4 separate regions of the Mus musculus genome follow, and regions 2, 3 and 4 are each linked to region 1. The links are chromatin contacts, called in public HiChIP or PLAC-seq and promoter capture Hi-C maps. All regions are on one chromosome and are shown on one strand. Each heading gives the region's core, a stretch centred on a gene start, on an enhancer-like site or on the middle of the called end of the contact. The rest is flanking DNA. Distances are from core to core; before and after follow the strand shown.

Region 1 (2,700 bases), core at 30-2,529:
CTGTGTAGCCCTGGCTGTCCTGGAACTCACTTTGTAGACCAGGCTGGGCTCGAACTCAGAAATCCGCCTACCTCTACCTCCCGAGTGCTGGGATTAAAGGCGTGCGCCACCACGCCCGGCTCTGAGCTTTTATCTATAACCATAACTTTGTTTTTGAGACAGGGTTTCACTGTATAGCCCTGACCAAAAACTATTAACTTTTAAACCCAAACTCATGATTTGCTTTAAACTAAAACAAATCCGATATGCACCAGACCTGGAACACGGGCTGTGCAGTCCATAGCCTTTCCTATACCACAGGAGAAAACACTCACTTGTAGGTCCAGGCCCCACCGGCCACTGTTTTCATGCAGGAACCACAGTGCCAGATGCCGACGGCTCGTCTCTTCATCTTGGTCTGTAAGTAGTTAAGATCTTGTTATGAAATATATATAAAAAAAAAATCCCTGAGACTTCCAGAGAGTAAACTATGGAAAAGCCAGCTTATCCATTAGCAGTTAAATTCTAGTAACCCAAGCAGAGTATTATTTACAGGCTAAACAGACCTCTTTGGGGTTGGTACAGATGCGCTGACATCGCTATCAATTTCCCAAGATCGGACTTTTTCCTCTCCAAACCATTCACCCTTAAGTTCCTCACTAGTTGCAAGTAAACAACGAATGCTCCGCAAAAAGCGAGCCCAAACCGCCTTAGCTCGGGAGCAATGGCACCCTCCTCCCTAACCCGAGGCCGACTTGCCTTGCCACAGAAGGAGCAAGTGTACTTGGCGTGCTGGCTGATTTCAATTTTCTTCACCATTTTCCGGAGGGAGGCACCATAGCGGGTCCCGTACTTGCCGACGATGCCGACCTTCTTGGTGCGTTTAGCCTGTTGACAGAGGAAAGGAACGGAGCAGAGACATTGAGCCAGTCGGTGCACGCCAACGCGCCGCTGAGCACAAACTCGGCTGAATCCTGTTTTCCCTCAAGCTCAACCATCAAGGAAGGCGCCCACAGAGCGCCAAAAGGCTCCAGATTGTGCATTAACTACCGCGCTGGGCCAAGCCCCGCCGAGCCGCCTCCGGCCGCGTACGGGGCTCCAGACGCCGGGAGAAGCCCGACAGCAGACAGGACAGGGACAGCACAGACTACCCGAGGTGGGCTGAGAGCGGGACGCCGGAGACTAAGGCAGATGACGATGGATAGCGACTTCCAAAGCGGTTACGAAGACACTCACCATGTCGCCGGAACCCAAGCCCAAGTCCGAAGAGGAAGGGACGCAATGCGCATGCGCGGTTTTAGACCGGCGAGCGGAAGTGACGCGACCTCCTCTCTCGGAAGTGAACTCGGTGTTCTGGCGGTTTATTCGCTGTCTCCACTGAGAAATGCATAGATGCGCAGAAGTGGTTCACGAGCTGGAAGCACATCCTTCTTAGCTTACACATAACCAAAGTTCTGCAGAGCAGATGCGATTTCTTGCGTTCTGCTCGCGAAGAGACGGGTTTTAGGTGGCTTGCCTTTAAGTGTTTAAAGCGCGACGTTTGTGACTGAGGCGCATTGCCTTCCCACTATATTATACTTCGGAAAATCGCCAGGCCGGGTGCTAGATGCTGGCCATAGTAAACGCCTAGGATCCGCTCCCAGGCCGAGTTACAGTTCGGCTGGGAGACAGTCATATTCGTCACGATTAAGAGTTACGAAATGGGCTGGAGAGATGGCTCAGCGATTAAGAGCGCAGACTGCTCTTCTGAAGGTCCTGAGTTCAAATCCCAGCAACCACATGGTGGCTCACAACCATCCATAATGAGATCTGATGCCCTCTTCTGGAGTGTCTGAAGACAGCTGCAGTGTACTTACATATAATAAATAAATAAATCTAAAAAAAAAAAAAAAAAGAGTTACGAAATGTTGCTGATCAGAGTTCTGGGGATAATGTAAGGAATAGAGGCTACTTGAACCCAAGACCCTAAAGTGGTGGTTCTCTTTCTTTCTTTTTTTGGGGGGGAGGGGAGGGAGGTTTGGAGACAGGGTTTCTCTGTGTAGCCCTGGCTGTCCTGGAACTCACTCTGTAGACCAGGCTGGCCTCGAACTCAGAAATCCGCCTGCCTCTGCCTCCCAAGTGCTGGGATTAAAGGCGTGTGCCACCACGCCTGGCTCTGAAATTTTTAAACACTTCTCTCTCCTAAGATTTTCTTAAACTTTAAGATTTCCAGTGGGAAATGATGTTAGTGTTTGATTTTAAAGAAGTCTGTCTTGGGGCTAGAAAGAGGGCTCATTGACTCTGCTTTCCACCCACATGGTGGCTCAAAAGTGCGTGTAACTCTACTTTTAGGAGACTCCTTGTGACCTCACGTGGTCCACAGATATGTGTACAAGAAAAATATCTATACATAGAAAATAAATAAATATTCGGAAAGATTTGTCTTTTTTTTTTTTTTAAAAAAAGAACTGATTCTCTTTGTAATGTGAAAGTTTGTGAAACTCTTAATTCTTAAGTATTTTTGTACATTATTTATTTAATTTTTCCTCTATTTGTTTTGTTTTCCTCTTGGAACATGTAATTTGGGGCTAGCATTTATGAGTCTACCATAATTTGAGATTGTGTTTATTTATTTATGTGTTTATTTGTATTGGGATTGAACCTAGGGCTTCATACATACTACCCAAGTTACTATAATTGAACTGTATACCCAGCCTTTTCTTATTTTTTATTCTGATACAA
Region 2 (2,700 bases), core at 120-2,619, 870 kb before region 1:
TGCAGGTGACATCTGCAGGTAAGCAGACAACTCTGAGGAACTGGTGCTTTCTCCTGTGGATTCAGGGAACTGAACGCTGTCTGTCAGGTTTGCATAGCAAGTGCTTCTACCTGCTGAGACATCTCACCTACTCAGAATTCACACTTAGAAATGAAGCTGTCTGCTATGCTCTACAGCATGTAAGCATTCAAGTTGTAAACCACTGGTAGAATCATCCTGGCATCATAGATGGATTTAAAGTAACAGACACAAAGTGTGTGTGTGTGTGTGTTGGGGGGGGGGTTGGGGGTGCGCTCCCTTCACTTAGATTGAGGATTCTCAGAATTTTCCAGTGACTGACAAGTCTACAGCTCCAAATCAGGTCTCAAGGCTCCCAGTTTATCTTCTCAGTTACAATTAAGGATGAGAATAGAAATGTCTTGGCCCTGCAGCAAGGGAAGATACCAGAAGGGAACAGTGAAAAGATGCTAGAAGCTGGAGACTTGAGCTGGTGACAGGCTGATTAAAGGTACTTGAATGTTGTATGAAGATTAATTCTGCCTGCAGACCTATTTTGCAAGTGTGGTAGGTATTGTAGGGGGTGTGCTGGAGCTAGTAGAGATAGAGGAAGCCTTGGGCTGGCTAACTTGAGTGACTGGAGACCTCAAGGTTTATGACATAGAGATGAGGTAGAAACTGGCACCTTGTGCCTTGATGAGGTTACTTGACTTGCGCCTTTTCTTTCTGCATGCCAAATTGAGAGGTTACTGGTAGTTTTGGGGTTGGGACTTGCTTCTTTGAAAAGCAGGAAAGTCCTTAATGTCCCAGATCATATGGCCTTCTCCACATCCCTCGTGCTTGTTGGCCACCCAGCCTGCCTGTATACACAACCTATTTCTCCCAAAACAATGCCATGACTTGAGTCACACAAGCCCTCAGTGAAGGGCTGAGAAGTCCTTGATAGCACCTCTTCTGAGCTTACTTCAGTGTAAGCCTCTTCAGTCCTGTACTCTGGGGACCGAGGGGAAATCCTGGACCCTCCCAACTCTGCTTCTACTTAGTTTTCCAAACACATAGCTGTGCCATATCTTCACGAGGAGCCGTGTTAGAGAAGCAAAGCATACATTCCTGCCCAGATTAATCTTCTAATTGTCCCTCAGGAGCTTGTGATAATTTTATATAGCTGTTGAGTCATTGTCTCAATGCTAGGAGTATGGAGAGTTCTGTCCTCTCTCCTTGTACATTTGTCACTATAAAAATTTGAAGTTAGTCACTGATTTTTTTTCTCTGAGATAGTTTATCTAGTTTCTAGTATCCCGATGTATGAGATTGTGTTCTCAACATTGCAGTGTTCTTGGGGCAGGGCAATGCCAGATAAGAGAAACAAAAGGCTATTTGTAGCTGTGATCTTTAAAGTCAGCAACCTTAGGGAGACAAAGGGGACACAGAACAAAGAAAACTGTGCTTGTAAGAATGATTTTAGAAATACTCTCCATGGAAGAAGTAGAGAAAGTGGAACAGACACATGATGAAAATTTACCTTTCATAAGCAAGCGAGGCCCTACTTTCAACTCAGAATCCTGGGAGGAAATATCTGTGCTTCAAGTCTCTGATGATGGTGCCTTACTGAGACTTCCATGCCTTGGTGGAGTCCTCGAGACAGCAGGGTGAGTTCTGCATCTATGAAACCAGTAAAGGAGTTCTCTGAGGCTATATAGCAATGGAACCTTTTGGCAAATCAATAGAACTCTCCTTGGGTTGATAGCCACAGATGATCAAGTTGTTAAAGAGCAGCAGAGTGAACATTCATGTGGATGTTTGGCCTAAAGTCCATGTGGGTGTTGGCCTTTTGTGAGCACCTAGACTAAGTGTCTACCTTTGGTAAGGTGAACAATCTCTCAGACTCTAGTTATGATCCTATCAGACTAATGACTCAAACTGTAAAGCTGTTTTCAGTTTCTCTTCTTTATACTTCCTGCATCCTCAAATGGCAAATTTTCTGTATACAGTGAGGATGACTGTCACACACTACATAGGAAAGGCTACTGAATCAGGAGAGCTCGTGCCACTCTGGCATCCCGTCCACATGTATTAGACACCCAAAAAGCATCCACTAACCCCTCTCATTTCTTGGGGCTTTGTATCCTTTATGAGTCAAAGGTTCAGAGGTTGGTCCACAGAAAGAGTGTGGCTATGTTCGTCAGCACAGTATTTGCTCCTATTTCTTCATGATATGGGAAAGTGTGAGTCAGAACACATGGAAAAAATGGAAAGAAATATAATATTGGAAAACTTCTAGGTCCACTTATTCTGGAGTAAATCCTCAGACCCACACATGAGCATTTATTTCAGTCCTTTTATTTTTAGTTTGATATATTCCCTTTGAAAGCCATTTCAAAGGTAGAGAGGGGTAATCAATTTATGCCATAAGAGGGTGGCTCCCCTCCTCAGACGACCAGGAAATCGCTTACAAATTTCAAAGGCTTTTTAACCTTTTCTGACATTTAAAACTAGAGACTGCCAGATGCAGGTGAACTGAAAACAAGGGGCAAGCTGATGTCTAACGAACAGGAAAGAGTTGGGTCATCCGAATTCCTTTGCTGTTATACACTTGACTTTATGAAATGGTCGGACATGAATACACCTCCCCCCAAATTCACACTCAAACCAACTGCTGGATTGTCATGGCTAAAAATGAGCTCAGGACAGCTATCAGGAACA
Region 3 (2,700 bases), core at 67-2,566, 920 kb before region 1:
CACGTGGGCAAGCTGTGGAGTCATCGTGTTGCCTGGCCAAAGGAATTGCCGACTCAGTAGAATCTTGCCTTTGATGCTCCTGCTCCAGGGACTTTCTCTTTAATGGGGGGTAATTAATTATCATCATCCACTCTTACTTAGTAATAATCTTTTTTACAAGCACTTGGGCATTCCATAAGCATGCTGTTGTCTAATATCCAGGCTGGAGGGAAGTGGCTCTTGGGTGGATGTGAACCGTATCCCTGGAGAGCTTCTGCCTTGGGACACACCTCCTCCAAGACTCTGTGACTCACTGGATGCATGGATCACTGAGATCTGGATGTTATCAGCACATATGGGGAATCCTGGACACACATGTGCAGAATGACAGAGTAGAGACAGCCCAGTTCTTTGCTGGAGAATAGAGGCTCACATGAGAATCCTGGCTATGGTTGAAGGGGGAATAATTTGAGACTAGCCAGCCTTACATGTGGCCATGAGCCAACGATTCACCTTCTTAAGGTGCAGCTCTTCAGTGTCAGCTGTTTTTTTTTTTTTTTTTTTTTTTTTGTTCTTAACCTCACCTAGCTGGTCCTGGAGAAGTCTGATGCCATCTACCTAAAGGCAGAGAGCATTTCAGCAAGTGGTGAAAAGTCAAAGCCAGCTATTAAGGCTGACTTCATGCATTGCATTATGGAGCTAGTGTTGCAGGAACTTGCTCCCATGCCTATGGCTTTGCCCTTGACTTTTTTTCTTTTTAAAGCTGAAAGGACATTCTGTTTCATGGAGGTGGGTGAGGAGAAACAGGAAGGGAAGTGGAACTTGTGTTTGGAGAACGCTGAAGTCTTCGGAGCCTCTGCTAAGACACATCCCTGCCCCATTCAGCTTGAGCCTTACTCTGGATCTTTGAGGCTATACTTTACAGATAAAGAAAGTAAGGCTCAACAAAATCATGAGACTTAAGCCATAGGTGCCAAAGGGCTCTGTCCACTCTGTAAGGCCCTTTTTGAGGTAGGAAACTCAGGGAGGATTGTGCTCAAGGCTACGACTGAAGCCAGACTAGTCCTGCCTGTCATGTCTTTCTGCAGACGCCACCCGTCTTTCTTTCTCTCATGTCATTTTCAAATCGGAGGGGGAAAAAAACCCAAAATTGTAGGCGGGACCTCCTCTATCCCCCTCCCCCACCATTCTTGCTGCCATATCCCTACTCCTCTTTCTCCTATCCTTCCTTCTGGGTGTTGCTCAGCTCCTCACTGCAGCCTTGGAGCACACTCCTCTCCTCCTCATATCTCTACCACAGCCAAGCTCCTGGTGACAGGAAGATCAGAGGAGGAGCCAGGCTGTGTCAGGTACCCGAGATCCATGTGGGGAAGATGAAAGGCCTGCCCTGCCCTGTTAGTCTCTTGGCTACTGCTAAAGTAGAATTCCAGAGATAAAAGTCCTTGTCTTCTTGCCATTGGCTCTTTCTCACTGGGGGAGCCTGCTGATTTCAGTCTCCAGGGGAGAGAGAAGAGTTCTTCAGGACAGCATTGACCTGAGTGCTCTCTGGTAGTCTTACTAGATTGATGGTGATTGGTTCTAGAAGATACATCCCCTCCACCACTGCCTGCCCTCTCTCTTTAGTTACTGGTTTATCTCATCATGCCTCATACAAGACAATGTCTTGAGTTGGAGAGTGAAAGAAGAGAAGAGAGGCAGGGAAGGAGTGGGGGAGGAGGATAGGGGAGATAAAGGCAGAGAGAAAGACAAAGGAAGGAGACAGGGATAGTGAGGTGGGCAAGAATTTTACTTGGGAGGTAGGACAGATACTAAGGCTAATGATGGAAGACAAGTGTCATTTCATAGTTTCTGGAACACAAGGTGAGCAGGAAACAGATAGAGAACACAGAGATTCCAGACCTTTGAGACATTATGAAGAGCATTGTGGAACTGACTTCCTTTTCCTTTCCTTGCTACAACATCATCACCATCATCTGAAGAGGCAGGCTGTCTCAGCTCCTCTACCATGCAGGCAGATTCACACACCATGTGGCAATATCTTAAGCAGAGGTGGAGTTGACATGGCATGCCATCTCTCTAAATCCAAACCATTTATTATCTCTGAAGTCTAGTCTGCCAGCAGTTCTGTCATCAAAAGCCACTTTCATAAGCACACTGTGTCCATGGCAATGTCCCAAGGTCTGCCGAGTGGATGACATGTATGGCTGCCTCATTTTGATGTGCTCCCTACAGGAGGTCCTGAGTCAGGAACTCTGCTAAGGATTTCACAAGCACTGTTCCATTGCCGCAACAAGAATCCCATTTTGAGGAAGTTGAAGAGGTTAGGCATCTCATCGGAGGGCAGAGAACCACGGGCAAGCAGAACATAATGCAAACTTGGGCACAGAGCTCAAAGACCCATTCTTTTCACCTGACTTCTTCATCTACCCGTCTGATGTCTTGGCTGGGGTAGCATCACTTGAAGCATCTATCTGTGATGTCTTTGGAATCACAGTTGTAGCACAGTGGGACCTCTGACATGAACATTCACTTCTCCAAGAGGGAGGGAGACAGTGAATGACTTGAGCCTGCATGACTCTTTATAACCTGGCTTTGGGTGTCATCTAGCCACATTTTTCCAATAATTACATACCTGCTCATGCTTATAGGGAAGGGACATTCTCCATCCCCAACTCAATAGTGTGTTGTTAAAGACTTTGGACATATTTCAAAGCCACCAGG
Region 4 (2,700 bases), core at 147-2,646, 880 kb before region 1:
AAAATTCTCTCTCCTATATTCCCTTCATATTTCCTGTGAGTCCCTTCTTCATGTTCTCTGGGCTTCCCTCCATAGCTATAAACAGGTATGCCACCCTTATTCACCTTGTTCTAGAGGAAAAGCATTGAAACCAGTCCAGAAACAAACTACACGCATCCAGGCACACATGCGTTCCCTTCTTGCCATAAAAAAAAAAAAAAAATGATTCTGGGTCTTAAAAACCTTGGCCTGGAAACTTTCCTGGGTCCTGGATCAGTCAATTATCTTCCCCAATTATCTTCCTTCACATCTCATAGCAGACAGTTCTATAAATATCCTGCTGAGCTGACCCAGGGACGACCAGGAACTGTGAGACCATGGCAATCAATCGTAGGCTTTGGCTTTTCTGACGTCTCCTCCCTGCTTTGTGTTATTTTCTTCTCCAGCGTCCCCCGGTCAGCACAGAGAGGACTGAAGAAGTGTTCCTCCTAGGTCAGGAGGCATGCTGAGGGTGCGCTGGTCATTTCAGGCCACTTTCCGATTCAAAACCAGGGATTTCAACTATGCCTGCCAAGAGCACCTAGTCATTTAGGGTCAATCGCATCAGCTGCCCTGCTCTGCTCCATGGTAAATGGGGAGTTAATTGTTTTCCTTCCAATCTGAAGAGCCCTCAAGTCTGTTCATGGCTGCCAGAAGGAGGATCATTCTGGTTCCAGGTCTTGCAAGTTCTCTAGAGATATCAGCCATATGCGATTTTTAAAAGAAGAAACTGTTTCGATATTTAGGTATTAGCAACTAATAAAAAAAAAACAAAACAAAACAAAAAACACTGAGAACTAAACTTTCTATGGCCCTGGTAAAATATGTCTCAATCTCCGGGTCACTAGCGGTGACCTCCAGACGAAATGGTATTTAGAACCTCTTCCAGGACTGAAATGTTACACTTTAATTACCCAAATGTTCTGGATTGAGGAAAGAACTTGTGTTTGAAAATGAGGAAGATTTTCCTGGCTTTCGGCTCTTATATTTTGAAACAGGTGACCAAGGAGAATTGCAAAATACCCTCCAAGTAACCTTGAAGAATAAGGCACCTCATTGAGTCTGGGATTTGTTATAAACAGTTTCCAGGCGGGAGATGGGAGATATGTTCCCTTGCTATTCTTTTCAGTTGGGGCATCATGAAAATGGTCTTTTATGAGTTTCATTTCTGATGTCCTCAGAGCCTTCTTGGGGAAGAAGGGGGTGGTAGTTTGGTTTCTAATTCCCAGGACCTTCCCAACTCGGTTCCTGGAATCATCCTGGGGGACTCTATAAACTGAGATTTAAAGTTCCAGCTTGAAGCCGCCTCTCTAAGGTTTAGATTGGGTTTCATAACTTGGAACTGAAGTCAGGGCAGCAGTTGGAGTGTGGGTGAAAATGTCTACAGCTCTGCTTGTCAGCACGCTAATGCAAACCAGAGAGGCAGTAAATACAGAAGATGAGCAACGGACGGCGGCAGGGAATGGAGACTTTCACCCTCACTTGATTTTCATAAAGAGTCTCCCCTTAAGAAAATTTTCTGGGATAAATGACCCAGATCCATTTTGCTTGTGGATTAAAAACACCTAGGAAACCCACAAACATCTTTTATATGCAATGTGTGCTCAAGGCCGGAGTCGACAGTTCAACAGGCAGAGAGAATGCAGTTTAGTTACTGAGTGTATCAGGATAAATACTAGGTCTCTTATTGCAAAGTAACCATAGTAAAGTAAACACATCACCACCCCTAGAAAGAGACAGAACATAAAGGCCAGAGTGCCAGACAGAAATGTATTTGCTTATTAATCAGAACTAGTCCAACAGTCACTCTCATGCATATTAATGGGCGAGAACAGGTATGGAGCCTCAGGAAAGCCAAGCTAGAAAATGTACTTTTGTGTTTGAATAAATAACTTGGGTCACATTGTGAGCAATGAACACAAACGTTTCTGCAGGTTAGATGGGGAAAACAGAACTGTCTGAGACTGCATAAATCTCCATTGCCATTACAAATAAACAAAACAGCAACCTTGCTTGGATGGTTGAGGTTAGAAAGATTTAGTTATGTCCCATCTATGGAGGCCATCTGTTTATGCTGCCTCTCCACCATCCCTTATCCCTTCTGTAACAGCATCTTGAGTTTCCCTTGGGATACCAGTCCTATGGCATTGTATATAGTTTCAATGGGCCTCTCAGCTAACTGGCAGCATTGCCAAAGGCTGGGTCTAATTAAGAGACAATGATTTTCTCTCAAAGGAATTTGGATCTTGAGGGAAGCTCCACAAGGGAAAGAAGCCATCCTGTTACAGACCATCGGTGAGTCTCCCACTGTCCTTCTGGGTCTTGTCTTTTTCTCAAGTCTCAAAGTATATCCTTTCCTGTGACATGCAGAGCTATCCTAATGCCTTCTAATGACCTCTGCTACATGAGAGTTAGCCAGTGGCTTCCACAGAGCTTACTCTCAATGACAATTAGTCTGGGGGGTAGCAATAGGACGCCTGGGAATGAAAGGAAGTTCTTCACTAGAGTCTCTCTTGTCACTTGCAACATAAGAAACCTAAGATTACATTCCAAACATCTTCATGGTGATGTCGCCAGCTGAAACCTGATGGTGAGAAGACATGCTGACACTCTATACAAAAATTTCTCAAATCCATAAATGTGTTTGGTGAAGTTACTATATAAAATTCAATGTATAAAAAT

Evidence for each region. Promoter capture Hi-C pulls out the DNA fragments that hold promoters and counts their contacts. HiChIP or PLAC-seq counts read pairs in DNA pulled down with a chosen protein or histone mark.
Region 2: a contact with region 1 is called in an H3K27ac HiChIP or PLAC-seq map of extraembryonic endoderm stem cells, with 4 times the contacts expected there. The contact joins the enhancer-like site here to the promoter of Rpl37a in region 1. A contact is called at or near these places in 1 of 39 promoter capture datasets (stem cell-derived epiblast-like cells), 3 of 115 datasets of contacts at active chromatin or transcription factors (astrocytes, extraembryonic endoderm stem cells and stem cell-derived neural progenitor cells) and 1 of 9 other capture datasets (adipose tissue).
Region 3: a contact with region 1 is called in an H3K27ac HiChIP or PLAC-seq map of extraembryonic endoderm stem cells, with 8 times the contacts expected there. The contact joins the enhancer-like site here to the promoter of Rpl37a in region 1. A contact is called at or near these places in 10 of 39 promoter capture datasets (the 3T3-L1 cell line, cranial neural crest, embryonic stem cells and 5 more), 17 of 484 Hi-C or Micro-C datasets (the G1E-ER4 cell line, the HL-1 cell line, the N1E-115 cell line and 12 more), 4 of 115 datasets of contacts at active chromatin or transcription factors (extraembryonic endoderm stem cells, neural tube, stem cell-derived neural progenitor cells and 1 more) and 2 of 9 other capture datasets (adipose tissue and embryonic stem cells).
Region 4: a contact with region 1 is called in a promoter capture Hi-C map of hippocampal neurons, with 7 times the contacts expected there. The contact joins the enhancer-like site here to the promoter of Rpl37a in region 1. A contact is called at or near these places in 4 of 39 promoter capture datasets (cranial neural crest, hippocampal neurons and liver), 3 of 484 Hi-C or Micro-C datasets (cardiomyocytes, cerebellar granule neurons and muscle stem cells) and 1 of 115 datasets of contacts at active chromatin or transcription factors (stem cell-derived neural progenitor cells).

The regions. Positions count from the first base shown.
Region 1 is chr1:72,709,839-72,712,538 of GRCm38.p6, reverse strand. Rpl37a (ribosomal protein L37a) reads right to left here and starts at 1,279. Exons shown (of 4, transcript NM_009084.4): 1 at 1,216-1,279; 2 at 739-867; 3 at 315-397. The coding sequence starts at 1,218.
Region 2 is chr1:73,576,375-73,579,074 of GRCm38.p6, reverse strand. No RefSeq gene overlaps it. Among named protein-coding and RNA genes, the nearest start is that of C530043A13Rik, 48 kb to the right of the region's middle. Within about 2 kb of position 1,369, at least 1 of the 459 cell types and tissues checked has an H3K27ac peak or open chromatin away from gene starts, as enhancers often do. A contact at or near this core is called in extraembryonic endoderm stem cells, where this site is marked.
Region 3 is chr1:73,634,532-73,637,231 of GRCm38.p6, reverse strand. The region is part of intron 7 of 6030407O03Rik (RIKEN cDNA 6030407O03 gene); the gene reads left to right. Among named protein-coding and RNA genes, the nearest start is that of C530043A13Rik, 110 kb to the right of the region's middle. Within about 2 kb of position 1,316, at least 9 of the 459 cell types and tissues checked have an H3K27ac peak or open chromatin away from gene starts, as enhancers often do. A contact at or near this core is called in extraembryonic endoderm stem cells, where this site is marked.
Region 4 is chr1:73,592,872-73,595,571 of GRCm38.p6, reverse strand. No RefSeq gene overlaps it. Among named protein-coding and RNA genes, the nearest start is that of C530043A13Rik, 64 kb to the right of the region's middle. Within about 2 kb of position 1,396, at least 9 of the 459 cell types and tissues checked have an H3K27ac peak or open chromatin away from gene starts, as enhancers often do. A contact at or near this core is called in hippocampal neurons, where this site is marked.